2 separate regions of the Mus musculus genome follow, and region 1 is linked to region 2. The links are chromatin contacts, called in public Hi-C maps. All regions are on one chromosome and are shown on one strand. Each heading gives the region's core, a stretch centred on a gene start, on an enhancer-like site or on the middle of the called end of the contact. The rest is flanking DNA. Distances are from core to core; before and after follow the strand shown. Region 1 overlaps Ptk2 (PTK2 protein tyrosine kinase 2). Region 2 overlaps Ptk2 (PTK2 protein tyrosine kinase 2).

Region 1 (7,881 bases), core at 994-3,493, 78 kb before region 2:
CCTGCCTGGTGTCTCACACACTGAAGATCACGAGCTTTGTCCCTAGGAAGCCCTTGCTCCATTCCCAGGTATTCGAATAACAGGAATAGAAGTCAATGGTTATCTGTGCAAGGTAAAACAATGTATGTGGTAGGTTTTCTCCCCTCTACACACATGTATATGAAGCCACAATGAGCTGTCTTCTAAAAGCATCTGTTCTGCTTATACAAATTGTTTATTCTCTTTGTTATGTAACAAAGAAAATAAGATACACAAACAATAAGTTAGGATTTCAACCTCCCTAAACTAGTTCTATACAGTGGTTTATAGGCTGCGTAGAATAGTTGTGAAGGTATACACCACAATTTGCATTTTGTTGAATGAATGATTTTTAAGATCCTTCTTATTGCTGAATGTCTTCAATCTTTCTAAAGAATAGTGCTCTGAAATTTCACTTTGTAGATCCAATAACAAGGGATTTTTACAGTTAATTATTTGTACACTTTCAGAAATGATACTGGAACATGTGAGTGCCTGTGTTTTTCTTCATGGTTTCTGCTTCTGGGCCACATGCCCCCTGTGGTACATGGTTTAATGGCAGCGTGCCATATGTTTAATATGCATGTTGTTGCCTTAAACTTCTGTTGAAGTTGAATAAAGCCCTCTGTTGCTAATTATACCTTTCAAACTGGTCTCAGGGTAAAGTTTGTTAATGTGTATTTTACAACAGTTAATGCTCTACTAGTTATCTGACTGAGTGAGTTTTTGTAGTAATGTAAATGGTATTTAGTATGCAGGTTTTTTTTTTTTTTTTCCCCCTGTTGGTTGACTTGAAAACGTATTTTTCTAAAATTTCATTCAGGCCAAAACACTAAGAAAGCTGATCCAGCAAACATTCAGGCAGTTTGCCAACCTTAATAGAGAAGAAAGCATCCTGAAATTCTTTGAGATTCTTTCTCCTGTGTACAGATTTGACAAAGAGTGCTTCAAGTGTGCCCTTGGGGTAAGTGTGGAACCTTGGGGGATGGGAAATAGTTTAATTTTTTTCTTAATCCACATGTACCTACATTTCTGATTGAAGGAAACATTTGTCATAGTCCTTACAGAAAAATATTGCTTGACACTTAATTATAGGGGAAAGCAGGAAGAAAGTACATTAATTAGATAATAAAAATCATATTTTAAATAGTATGCCTATGCTCATAAGTAGGTGTTTTTAATTCTGGCCTGCAATTTGATTAGCTCTTCTCTAAGTACTAGTTATCCTGTTGAGATAATCTTCCCAGAGAAAACAATGGCTTCCTAGATGCAAGAGTAGCCATAACTAGTCTTGTTCAGGCTCAGTAGTTCCTGGGTCATTGAAATTATAAATATTTTATTTTTTTGGTTAGATAGATTAATACAAACCAAGTCTTCTTCCAACCCAAGTTCGTTGATATATTTATGGGCTCATATCTAAAATCATCTCTTTCCTTCTGGTACCTCGGTCCCCACCTGTTTGCTCTTCCAAAGTCAAGTTGGATCATTTCTGTGGAATTGGCAATCGGCCCAGAAGAAGGGATCAGTTACCTGACAGACAAAGGCTGCAATGTAAGTTGGCTCCTGGGAGGACACGTGGATTTGGTTCTGGGCATAGACAAATGAACCTGAGGACTAGACAGGGCATTCACATGAAAGACTATTCTGCAAGGAAACTTCTTCATTGTATTGCTCAAGTGTTGTGTGGGAGATGCTTAAACTTACACCTTTGGAAAGCTTTAGACTTAAAGGGAAACGAATCAGACAAACTAGGTGGGCCAGTGAAAACTGACCAGGGCTGTTCCGGCTTATGTTGTGAAGCCTTATTTTTTTCATTGCAATTTTGAGTATCAAATCCAGGATCTTACACACTCTAGCCAGGGACTCTATACTGACCTACACTCTTAATTTTTTAAAACTAACTTCTAGATGTGATTTTAGTATATTTGTACTGACATCGTACTTAAATAATCTTTATAAACTAATTCCAGAAAGATATATGATAATTTTAAATTCTGAATGTACTGTTGCCCTTACTTACCTCATTGAGGGAGACTGCTGGCCGGAGAGAAATCCTCAGGTTGTCTCACCAGTATGTGCTCCTGTTGTTGCTGCAGCAGATGGTGTTGAGCACATGCTTTGCTAGACAGGCCAAGGAAACCGCAGCTCTTTGTAGAGGTCAGTCAGGCATGCAGGGAAAGCGTGCGTGGAGTCTGTGCCACATGTTGATGATTACAGGTTGAATTGTAAGGCCTGCCAGGGTTCTGATGTTGAGGATGTGTGCCTGTGGTTAAGACAGTTTGGTTCTGATATCTTTGTTGCAGGCTCACACTAACAGGTGTGCCAGTTTTAGTGGTATGGCTTTCTGATCACAGGTGTGTATTTGTGCTTGGTATGATTTTCCACATGCACTCCTTGCTGGCTATTCCTACTCTGTTTTTTTTTCTTTTGCCTTATAGTTCTTTCTTGTTAGTAGTTCCTGTCCCCACTGTGCCCACACATAAATGACCAGCAACTGTTGTACGTTGTCTCTTGACTCTTATCTGTTGGATAGAAATGGATCTTAGTAAGCATACATTCTGCCTCGTGTGCATCTTGCCTTTCAGCCTGCCTTCCAGTCCACCTGGCAGTGATGGCCTCCTGGGACCAAAAGGGAGTAGCTCAGTCACTGAACTTTCCTATGTCTTCCTTAAGACCATGTTGAAATAAGTGTTTGCCTGTTTGTTCATTCATCCATTTCTCATGTCAGTAGGTAGTTACATGTGCTCATGTATGTGCATGCAGAGTCCAGTGGAGGACATCTTTCTCCATCATTTTCCTCCCTAATCCCTTGATGAGATTTGGTCTCTTATTGAACCTAAACTCATTGGCTAGGCCAACGGGCTCTTGCACTCCCAGGGTCATCCTGCCTTGCCCACTTTGAGGTTGCAGGTATACATTGCCATGCCTCTCCTCTTTCCATGGGTGTTGGGATTTTAAGTCAGGTCTTCATGCTTGTACAGCAAGCAGTCTTGGCCATTGCACCATCTCCTTAGAGTACAGAAGAAGTGTTCTTTTGTATGTATTTCTAGAAACTGTTACTTTCTCTCTAGTGGAAGAGATCCCAAGTTATAGAACTGCTGAATGTATTCAGAGCATTTTAACTTGAAAAGAAGTTACCAGTTTGCTTCTTAGAAAGGCTGGGAGACTTCTCATTGACAGTGTGGGCAAGAAGTTTTTCAACTCCTAGATTCCACCATGTTTATAGCTCTTGTCATTTTTCTCTTTCATGTGTTTTATTATGTTTCTGTTTTGGGTCTTACTTTGTATCCCAGTCTGACCTTGGTTTTTCTGTGTAACCTAGGCCATTCTTGCACTTCAGTGGAAATCTTTGGCCTCTTGACTACCCAAATGCGGAAATCACAAGCTTTAACTCCCACACCTGGCTTTGTTTTCACATTTGAATAAGCTGAAAGCATGCTTGGTTCTTCTGTCAATCTGATATAAAGCAAACCTCCTGGGAATGGAAGCTGTTCAGTCCTATCCTATCTGCTGCCTCTTTGAGGTCACTGCTTGTGTTGTGCCTGTGTTACCAGCACAGATGTCTTTTTCTTTGTGATTTGTCTTCTCATGGGTCCAGGAATCAGAGATCTTTTCCTTTTTCTTTCCTTCCTTTTTTTTTTTCCTTTGTTGTTTTGTTGTTGTTGTTGTTGTTGTTTTCCCAAATCTTATAAACATTATGAGATTGCTATGGTATGGTATTTTTACTTTAAACATACCAATCTCAGAACTCCCACTCCATTCTACCTCTCCACTCTGTCTTGACCTGGGATCGTTGGTTAACTTTGCAATAAATGCTGCATCACAGAAGAAAACAGAATGTTATTTAGCCCTAAGACTCACCATGACAAGAACTTGAACCCAATGACACTATAGATCCACGCATGAAAAGTAAAAATGCTAGTTTAGTAGAAAACAAGAGATTTCATGACTGTGGCAAAGGTATTCTCCCCCCATTCCCTTTTCCCTGAGACATGGTATCTGTAGTTAGCCTAGAACTAACTTTTTTTTTTTCGAGACAGAGTTTCTCTGGCTGTCCTGGAACTCACTCTGTAGACCAGGCTGGCCTCGAACTCAGAAATCTGCCTGCCTCTGCCTCCCAAATGCTGGGATTATAGATGGGCACCACCACACCCATCATGGATGAATTTTTAAAAACATGATGTAAAAATTATAACTGTAAAATTTTTGATAAGTTATGTTAAATAGAAATTAAGAATTTCTTTTCAACAAAAAATGAGATACAAGCTAGGTATTTGTGATAAATGCTTTTGCTAAAAGTTCCATAGCATAAAAACTAAAAAATCATTGCAAATAGGAAAAACACAGCCGGCCTAATAGATTTCCAGATGATCAGTACACTCTGCACTTTTCATTTATTACAGCGATGGTGAAAACTGAGGGGTCAGGACAGATGCAGCAGCAGGGCCACTTAGTCCACTGGCATGAAGTGTAAATGGCATACCTTTTTAGAAAGACCCATAGTGTCCAGTCAGCTATGACTTAATGAGTTTTAGTCATAGCGCTTAGATTTCAGTTTGTAATCATTTTTTCTTGCAAGATTTTTTGCTATCATTTTACATTTAAAGCCTCTTTTCTATCTCCAATGTTGTAGCATAGTTCAAGATGGTGACAAACATCCCCCCACCCCCAACTCCATTTTGTCTAGAGGTAAAGATGAAAAATGGGGTTTAGAGAGCTCAAAAGGTCCTGTTCTTGGGTGCATTGCAAAGCTACCATTATGTTGACACTGGCTTTATGACTTTTGGGGTCATCCATATCTGTGCCTGTGTTTCTTGGTGAAGCAGTAATGATTACAGCTATGGGAGAAGTAAAGGCACTGAGAAATTAAGGTGCTTATCTCCTGCTCTTTTACAGTGTAAGACTATAGAAAATGGTCACCTTTGCCCTTTTACAGAGTGAACCTATAGAAAATGGTCACCTTTGCCCTTTTACAGAGTAAACCTATAGAAAATGGTCACCCTTGTTGGTAGGTTTCTGCCATTGTGTCTATTGCAGGGGAGCGGCTATGTATGGCTGCACAGATACTAACTAGTTTACCCCTGAGTGAGCCATTACATTTGTCATCTGCTTCTTGTTCTCCTGTTCTGCTGCTCTGATGCCAGTGTCATTTCCTGGTCTAACACACTGCCAAACTGATTGCTTGGTTTGATGTCTGGCCCAGTGGATTATCTTTTGATGTATTTTGTATAGCATTCTCTGTAGGTCTTCTTCCTTGGGTGTTCTTAGTCATTTAGTGTTTCAGAACTAAATTGTAATTCACCAATGGAAAGTACATTACCTAACACTGCCCCTCCAGCACTCTGCTCACACACTGTGACTTTATGTAGTACCATCCTTGTTAAGCTTTAATTACATGCGTTTAATATTTAAAATTATGCCGTCTAAACTGAGTGTGATGGCATACACCACACTTCTAATCTCAGTGACACATGAGAGACTTGAAGCAGTAAAATTGATGCTATGTAAGATTTACTCATAAACTTGCTTAGCAAATGCCTTTAATCCCAGCACTCGGGAGGCAGAGGCAGGCGGATTTCTGAGTTCGAGGCCAGCCTGGTCTACAAAGTGAGTTCCAGGACAGCCAGGGCTATACAGAGAAACCCTGTCTCGAAAAACCAAAAAAAAAAAAAAAAAAAAAAAAAAAAGAACATAGAATTTAGCTAAAGGAGCACTACCTCTAATTCCGTTGGAAGATAAATAGTACAATTAAGAGATTTGTTAGAAACTGTAAGAAAGAAAATTTTGTGCCATTATTGAATGTTAGTCTTGTTGAGAAAGTTTCTGCTGTTTTTTTTACCAGGATTGACCTCTATTAGGCTCCATTCCCATAACGACAAGAGGCAATCCTGACTTACAACCAGCAATTAGTTGTATCAAAGCTCAAAGTTAGTTGTATCAATGCCTCAAAGGGGCAACACAGGGTCACCACCATTAAGTCCTGTTTTCTGTTGAGTCCCTTTAAGTCTCCTGTGTCTTGCCAGGAAAAGTGTAATTCTCCATGGACAAGATGACCCTGGGTAACAACTATTTGGGGCCCGGGGGCAGGGGTGGAGGGAGATAGACACCAGTGTACTTAAGAAGTAAGTTGACAGTATCTTTAATGTGTGAATTTCCCATCTTCCATGACCCAAGTAGCCAGTCTTACAGTCAAGTCACCTATCTCTGTTTAAATTATTTAGAATGTAGCTTTGGGCTCATGACCTGAAAAATATTTAAGGATGACAGCATATGTGAATATATAAGCCTAGGGCCCATATAATAATTGGTAAATATTTTTGTTTGAGGCAAGTTTTCCTTTGGTATTAGGTAGAACCATTTGTGTACTATTATGAAAGAGTCTTTCCTTATCTTTCCTGAGTGTGTGGAGTGAATTCCTACTGGGAAGACATTTCTATAATACTCAGCAAATGAAAGCAGGTATAAAGACTGTTAGTTCAAAGCCAGCTTAGGCTCTTAGAGGGAGTTCAAGGCCCGCTTGGGCTACGTGATGATACTTTGTCAACAAACAAACTATAAAAGACCTTTGGTCTTCTGCTTAGATTTTGTTGTGAATAGCTCCTATTATCATGCCAAGGACTTTGTATTCTATTCTACCTTCTGCTTACAGCTCCTGTTGTAAATTATGTGAACATTTGTGCTGGTAATAAGCCATCAATTCCTTATAGTACTGCATTGTTCTGTAAATGCTTCCATATTATATTTTTAGCTTGTATATTTTTGTCAACTATTTAAATATCTGCTCTCATTGAGAATTCAATCAGGCTTCTTGAATTAGACAGGTAGTTTATGGCAGTAGTTCATTCTCCTGTCTTCCTTCATTCCTATCTATGGAAGCTGAGTTTTCTCTTACCCTCTTATTTATCTGGTTCTCCTAAAGATGTCATCACAGTTGAGCATGCCTAAACCTGGAAGGAAGCCCATAAGGCTACTGCATGATATCCATCAGAGAAAAATGTCCCTGACTCTTAAGGCTCTTGAGAATAGGCTGGTAGTTGGGGTCAGAAAGAATAACATCAATGCTAGCAGATCCCAGGCACTGAAGACTTCTCCATGGCCTAAGAGCTATATCTTTCTTTCCTAAAGCCCACACACCTAGCAGACTTTAACCAAGTGCAGACCATCCAGTACTCAAACAGTGAAGACAAAGACAGGAAAGGAATGCTACAACTCAAAATCGCTGGTGCTCCTGAGGTAAGGCACTCTTGCTCTTAAAGAATTTGATCAAGAAAAAAGGTTGGGTGAGTAGAGAGGTGGATAGGATGTGGGAGAGGTTGGAATGGGGGAAAAACATGATTGAAATATATTGATTGAAAAATTAAAATTTTAAAAAATTTTTTACGTTAAAATCTGATCCTTTGATAATGTAGAAATGACTTCTCTGGGATAAAGATGAAGTGTTCATCGGTAATTAATCTCACAATTTCCTAATATATAAAGATTAATATTAGTGGTTAAATGTCTTCAGAATAGGAGAGGACTAGATTTGAAAAACCTAACTATTGCTGTAAGTATAATCAGAGACCACTCTGAAGCATCAAGGAAGCCAGTTAGAATTGTGTTGGAAGAGTCCCTGGGCAGTCACTATGATAATAGTACCTGCAACAGAGTGATAAAAATAGGAAGGCAGGGCACAGTAGCCACTGCTATAATCCCAGCCTTCTGGATTCCAGGTCAGCTCTCAGCATGGGCCACAGAGCAAGATCTCATCTCTAAACACCAATAAAGAAAAAGGAAAGAAAGTAATAAGTGGTAGAAGAAAGAACTGTTGATCTACACAAGACTCTGGGCTCCAGACAGAGCATATTGAAGAGCAGTTGGAGC
Region 2 (7,042 bases), core at 2,944-5,443:
CCCCCCCACCCCCCCCCCACCCCCCACCCCCGCTTCAGTGTCTGACAGATGCATCTGGACCTTAATAAGAATGGTCTTTCAAAAGCTGGGCGTGGTGGCACACGCCTTTAATCCCGGAGGCAGAGGCAGGCGGATTTCTGAGTTCAAGGCCAGCCTGGTCTACAAAGTGAGCTCCAGGACAGCCAGGACTATACAGAAAAACCCTGTCTTGAAAAACCAAAAAAAACAAACAAACAAAACACAAAAAGAATGGTCTTTCAAGAAACTCTTGCTGACAAGAGAGCTCTCTGTCTAATCCTTGGTGCTGTGTCCATGCCTCAGTATTGGGGCCTTTGAGACTTTGTCCTCCTGCCCTACAGCCCTTGGGGAAAAAAATGTGGCTAGAAAGAATCAGGCTTCCTGCTGCTTCCATAAATTCTTTCTTAGTCATTTTATCTGGAGAATACAAACCTGACTCCTCATGCTTTGACTGAGTCGTTACTCATCAATGTCATTTGGATTGATTGGTTTTATATCAACTTGACACAGGCTAGAGTTATTTGGAAAGAAGGACTCTCAGTTGAGAAAACATCTCCATAAAATTTGCCTGTAGACAACTCTGTGGTGCATTTTCTTAATAATAATTGATGTGGGTGGACCCAGCTTACTTGGAGCAGCGCCATCCCTGAGCAGGTGGTCTTGGGTGGTATAAGGAAGCAGGCTGAGCAGTTCATAGGGAACAGATAGCATTCCTCCATGTCTCAGGTCCTGTTTCCACCGTTCCTGTCCTAATTCCCTCAGTTCTAGAGCCTGACCCAAAAGTTACAATCTTTCTTCACCAAGTTGCTTTTGGTCATGGTGTTTTATCATATAAATAGAAACCCTAAGACACCACCTTAGTGTTACATTTTGTGCTAAGAGACAAAATACAGAGAAGACAGGAACCAATTCGGGTCCTATTTTCTTTGAAGTCTGTGGCAGGAAGCATTTCAGTCAACCTGTGATGGTATTGTAAGGCAATGTTTTCAAACTGTACTCTGCAGACTTCATCAGGGTTTGATTCTAGCTTTATTCATTATAAATAAATAGCTTTCTTTTTTGAGAAGGGGTGTGTCTGCACTATCTTGACAATTGAACCCAGAGCCTTGTTCATCCTAGCTAATTGTTCTAACACTGACCTGTACAGGTTAAAGCACACTCCACAAGTTTGAGTGCAAAGGCTGTTCTCTTTCAACTGAAGTGAAAACATTGAAAGTTTTTGCTTTCAGGATGATGGAGCATGCTTTAACAGGCAGAACATTCAGTTGTACTCCCGGGTAAGTTCTGGGGTCAACTCTGAGAATAGCCAACAGTGCATTCATGGGAGCCAGGAAGTAGATCACATTGGAGAGGCTCTGTTTCTCAGTGTTTGCTTTATTATTATTATTATTACATTTATTTGTGAGAAAGGGACTCCAGTGTGCCCTGGCATGCATGTGGAGGTCAGAGTACAATTTGGAGGAATCATGCCACCAGGGAATGTCCTCAAGTAATACGGGTTGGAGGCAAGTACCTTTACTTGCTGAGCCATATTATCAGCCCTCAGTATCTTATTTCTATTTCAGCCTGAGATGTGCACATAGTCCACATTTCAAGTCTCTGCCCCTTCAGGATAGTGCACCATCTCTTAACACATGGTCTTATCAAAGTTAACATCAAGTAATAGGATAGTAAACAATGACAATATTGACATTTTCTATATAATGTTCCTGTATAAAGTTATTCAATTTTCATAGCCAGCCACCCTGTACAGTTAGGACATATTCTGAATCCTTTTGTCTAATTCTTTTTTTTTTTTTTTTGGTTTTTCGAGACAGGGTTTCTCTGTGTAGCCTTGGCTGTCCTGGCACTCACTTTGTAGACCAGGCTGGCCTCGAACTCAGAAATCCGCCTGCCTCTGCCTCCCGAGTGCTGGGATTAAAGGCGTGCGCTACCACCACCCGGCTCCTTTTGTCTAATTCTTAGGGGCCATGTGTGCCTCAGAATTCATTGTGATTCCTTTTAACTAGAAAACTAGTGTATGACACACTTATTATTCTATAATTCTCCATTAAACTCCCAGAGTCAACCAATAATATTTCTACACAAAATATAAATACATTTACAGAGAAATAAAGATAAAATAATAATAATAGTAAGATAAGATAATAACAAAGTTAAAATGTCTTCTATTCAGTCAGATTTTACTGCTATATCACATGCATTTAAACTTAAAAAATGCAAGCTTAGATTTTGGGAGTAAGACTTGTGTCTCCTCACAGAGGTGAGGTGCAGATGCAGATCAGTAGGCGTGTCAGCACTGGGGTTCTTTGTGGAGCTGGGGTTTACTGTGCTGAGCTGTCAGGCCCCTCATCACATGGATTTGCACTTTATATCCCTTTAGAGAAAAAGTTTCCTGTAAGTCATGCCACAAAATAATAATTTAACAGTATTAGTTGTGATTTAATTTTCTTAATGTGGGTGCTCAATTTGGAAATGAATTTAAGAATACACCAATTGTTGCTTGTCTTATGTCTTAAGCTTTTTTTTTTTTATCCAGAAAGCCTCCCTACCATATACTCACATTTGTTTGCATTTTAAAAAATGAAATTATTTGACTTGCTAATGGGTCTCAGTGCAGGTGTGCTACTATGGCTCCAGTAAGTAGAGGTTTGTGTTGACACCAGGCTAACCTGTCAACAGGGTCAAAAGAAAACGAGTTTCTGTGCTTCCTGTGGTGCTGGGCAGACACGAGAGTCTGGACAGTGTGTGAACTCAGTCTTAAAAGAAAAGCTGGAATTTGCACAGCAAACAGGCACAGGAAATACATTCCAGGCAGTGGGAAGAGCGTGGGTATTGATGTGGGGTCATGGGACTAGTTTAGCCAGATGTGACCCAAGCTGGTCTCTGTGGGAGTTGGGGAATTCTCATCAGAAGGCTCAGAGGTGCCTGTATTCTACAGGCTTACTCTTTCTTTGAGATTATTTTCATACACTGCACCTCATCCTGAAATACATGGTAACTTTTGGTAAAGTCTAACTCATGCTCTGTGCAGGATGTCTCCAGCCTCCAGGTAGCTCCAAGTGTGTGTGCATAGCCCATGTGCAGAACTAAGTAACGCATGCCCAGACCCCTGACTATAATGTCTGCCTTAAAGCGTCTCCCTCTGTATGTAGCAGCAAGGCCTGCTGAAGTGGGATAGCTTCACAATTCAATTCTAACTTATCCTGTATAGTTCTGTGATCTCTGAGGAGGTACCTGCTTTAACTGCCTGAATAAAGTGCCGGCTGTCTATATAGAGCCTCAACTGTCTTAGTTCCTCCTTGGCACTGAGCTGCCACACTGTGCATTTTTGTGTGGTACACTCTATTGTTAGTTAGGCCTTTAGCTGCTGCTGTTACAAGGTCTCACTAAATTGTCCAAGCTAGCCTTCTATTTACTCAGTGTGTAACTTAGGATCCTAAGGTTGTAACCCTTCTCCCTCAGATTAACTGAGATCACAGGCCTTTGCCTGTCACCCTGTTTGTTTGTGTTTGTTTGTTTGTTTGTTTGTTTGTTTGTTTGTTTTAAAATTGGATTGGGGCTGCATCTCAGTGGTAAGTGCTTGACTGGCATGTGTAAAATGCTGGGTCTAGCCCCCAGTATAGGGAAGGGAAAAAAAGTCACACACCTATAATCCTAGTACTTAGCAGGGTGAGGCCATGTTGCTATTCCTGGCCAACTGGAGCTATAATGTGAGACCCAATCCCAAAGCTTGTGTTTTCTTTTCTTTATTCGTTTTCAGTTCTTGTTACCCTATATGTTTTTCTCCTAAAGAATTGCCTGCTTGTGCCTTTTGTTCTTTGCCTGCTTTTATTTAAAAGTATGTTCTCCGTGAAACATGATTGTATATATTAAACATTCTACTCATATGTAGAAGCTTTGGAAAGGCTTACCAAGTCCAGTGGAAGCATCTTAGAGGCTTGATTGCCTTCTGCAACATCCCTACATGCTTACAGCTCCTGGGTTGGGCTTTTGTACTAATTCATTCAGAATTTTGATTTACACTCACTGAGTAGTGATATCCTAGTGCTGGTGTTTTCAAAACATTCTCCTCCCCTTGCCCCCATTTTCCCCCTCCCCACTCCTCTTAGCTGTTCTCTCAGCACATCAAAGTTGCCAGATTCTGAGCTAACTCCGTTACCTTTCTCTGTGGTTTTCATGTCATTTCCCTTATACACTCAGCCGTGGAAAGCCGAGGCGGTGCTGCTTTTTTACTTTCTCCCACATTCACTGAGACCAGATCCTCTTGGTTCTGAGTGCTGCCATCCTCACACCTTCACTGATTATGTCAGGCTCTTCACAGGCCCATCCACTCTCAGCATATACTGATGAGTAACTGCATATCAGTAAGCCAGGTGCAGTGAGGAGAAAGAGACAAACTAATGAAGCAGTAGACAGAGAAGGAGAGGAGAAGTTAAGTGCTTTGAAAAGAATCCGAAGAGGAGATTCAAAGAACAGGTGCAGAGCCCCAGGGTGAACATACAGGGTGGGGCACAGAGTGGACACTGTCCCATCCTAATCTGGTTTAAAAAAAACAAAACAAAACACCAAAGTATCTCCTGCCACTCGCTGTCTTCAGAGTGCTGTCTGCAATTGCATTCATTTCCATGTGTAGCCTGGAAGGAGATGGGTAGCACAGAAGAGCACCAAGTGGAAGCAGACAAGCCTGAGGGCTTCCCTCTTAAGCTACAAGTGGGTGGTGGAGAGAGGCTGTTAGATGAGTGACAAGCAAGCTCTACTGGCCTGTTTAAATCACAATGTAATGTTCTCTGAAATGCTGTCACTCTTTCTATGTGTTGTCCCTGCTAAACTGAGGTATCCTGGAATCAGTCTGTGCCCATTTCATTCCAACCAGGCCCTATGTTTAGCATAGAAAGTGCTGGGCACTGGAGTCAGTAAACAGAGCTTCTTTCATGCATTTTCTTGTCAGATTGCTCTTGACAGATTGTCATGTGTCTGGGCACAGATACCCTTTGGGAGGCCATTGGGTGTATGCACCTGCCCATAAGCAGAAATGCATGTGAGAGTGGAAGAGTGTGGTGATGTTTGAGTAGGAGAGAACTGTGTGTCTACAGAAGGCCCTTCCCATCTGCTTTCATCTGCACATGCCTGTGGGCTCCTGCACCATAGCCATGTTATCTTCTTGGAGCACATTTCATCTGTCCAATCCCTGAATACCTGCGACTGCTGAACCAGAGGCACTAGCGAGAGTTTGTAGCGACTTTAAAGAGACTATGCTAAAAGACATTACTGGAGCTGCCCTCTGTTGGATCGGCAAGGTTCCAGCAGCCTGAATGTAGTATGTTTCTCTCAGAGTAGTATGTCTGCAGAAAAGGAGGGTCTTATCAAGTGTGTAGACCACTAGAGATCAATCCTCCCATGAAGTAAAAAATCAATAGAAAAATGACATTTCTAGTGAAATATACAAGCCCAATCTTGTTATTTCTTTGAAATGTTTTCATGTGTATGTGCACTGTATATACATAGAAAAGTTGGTTCTCCTTCCATAGTGGAACTTGGGGGCGCGGGGGGGGGGGTGCAAACTCAGATTCAGGTTTATCACAAGCCCTCTCACTGTTGAGCTATCTCACTGACCCAGGCCACCATATAAGCTCTGGCATCTTAAAAAGAAATCCTGGGCTGGTGAGATGGCTCAGTGAGTAAGAGCACCCGACTGCTCTTCCAAAGGTCCGGAGTTCAAATCCCAGCAACCACATGGTGGCTCACAACCATCCGTAACGAGATCTGACTCCCTCTTCTGGTGTGTCTGAAGACAGCTATAGTGTACTTATATATAATAAATAAATAAATCTTTAAAAAAAAAAAAAAAGAAAGAAAGAAATCCTGTCCAAGTTTCTGTAGAAGCTTCTAAAGACATCCACTGTGTCACTGGGCAAACTGGGCAGCATTTGTGGGCTGCATTCTTCCCTACTATGAGCAGACAGAGTCTATTACCTCAAAGTTGACCAATTCTATTTATAGTACTGTTTGAATTATTTTCCACTAGATCACAGTAACTGTTCTTGGAAGACTTAGGTCTCCAGAACTCCTACTAGGTTTGGAAGTAGCTGCTGTTTGCGGCTACTGTCATCCACTGAATCATTTACCAATTGCTTGGGTGGGTCAGAGGTCTCTTGTCAGATCATGGTCCTGCACAGGATAATTTTGAGGACAACAGATCCTGCCTGAGGTCACATGCCCTCTTGACAGCAAATGCTCCTTGTTCTGCCGTGTCCCCTCTCTTTTCCCCAGCTCAAGATTGTGGCCTTACTCAGATGCCCTGTGCATGTGAATCCCTACTGTAATTGCTACTGGACTCCTTTGCCAGAGTGCTAGCAGCCAGGGCTGCTGGAGCTGCAGTCTGATGAGAAGCCTTGTTTTCCTCTGAGCACTGCTTAAAAATAGTGACTAGGCTTCTTATTACTGTACGAACAGAATTGTACTAAAAAGGGGACTTTTTATAGTTTAAATGTGGAAGCCCTGACTACATAAAGCCTACTCTGTTCCTCTCACAGAGGACCCACTCAGTCCGAATGAAGGAAAACCAATGAGGGAACTAGGGAATAGTAGCAAAGGGCTGCCTGCCAGAGAATAGCCTACTGTGGCAATCCCTTCCCCCTCCCTTACAGGCTTCCAGGGAGAAAGCTCTCTGCATTTTCTGGCAACATGAGCCTTGAGCTGTCTGACTGGCCCAGGCTGCCTTATAAACTCTGGCATCCTAAAAAAAAAAAAAAAAAAAAAAATGTCTATCCAAGTTTCTATGAAGACATCCATGATGTCCCCTTGTGGTGAACTGGGCAGCGTTTGTGAGCTACACTCTTCCCTACTGTGAGCACATAGACTCTGTTACCTGGAAGTTGACTAGTTCTATTCATAGTACTGTCCAAAATTTCCTATTTGGCCAGATTTTAAGCTGTTTGTTGCTGCATCCCTCAATCCTGATTCAATGCCCCACAGGTGGAAGCAACAAATGAAAACAGTGCAAGACCCCAAACTGCACAGC

The links. Hi-C and Micro-C count contacts between places; a contact is called where the count stands out from the background.
Region 1: a Hi-C map of the P5424 cell line shows a contact between it and region 2, with 2.1 times the contacts expected there. The contact joins two enhancer-like sites. A contact is called at or near these places in 1 of 15 datasets of contacts at CTCF or cohesin (the NIH/3T3 cell line), 3 of 484 Hi-C or Micro-C datasets (the P5424 cell line, common lymphoid progenitors and nephron progenitors) and 2 of 9 other capture datasets (adipose tissue and liver).

The regions. Positions count from the first base shown.
Region 1 is chr15:73,297,508-73,305,388 of GRCm38.p6, reverse strand. It overlaps Ptk2 (PTK2 protein tyrosine kinase 2), which reads left to right. Exons shown (of 35, transcript NM_001358046.1): 9 at 842-982; 10 at 1,492-1,569; 11 at 7,144-7,251. Among named protein-coding and RNA genes, the nearest start is that of Gm41344, 9.7 kb to the left of the region's middle. Within about 2 kb of position 2,243, at least 18 of the 459 cell types and tissues checked have an H3K27ac peak or open chromatin away from gene starts, as enhancers often do. A contact at or near this core is called in the P5424 cell line, where this site is marked.
Region 2 is chr15:73,222,487-73,229,528 of GRCm38.p6, reverse strand. All of the region lies in intron 28 of Ptk2 (PTK2 protein tyrosine kinase 2), which reads left to right. Among named protein-coding and RNA genes, the nearest start is that of Mir151, 29 kb to the left of the region's middle. Within about 2 kb of position 4,193, at least 36 of the 459 cell types and tissues checked have an H3K27ac peak or open chromatin away from gene starts, as enhancers often do. A contact at or near this core is called in the P5424 cell line, where this site is marked.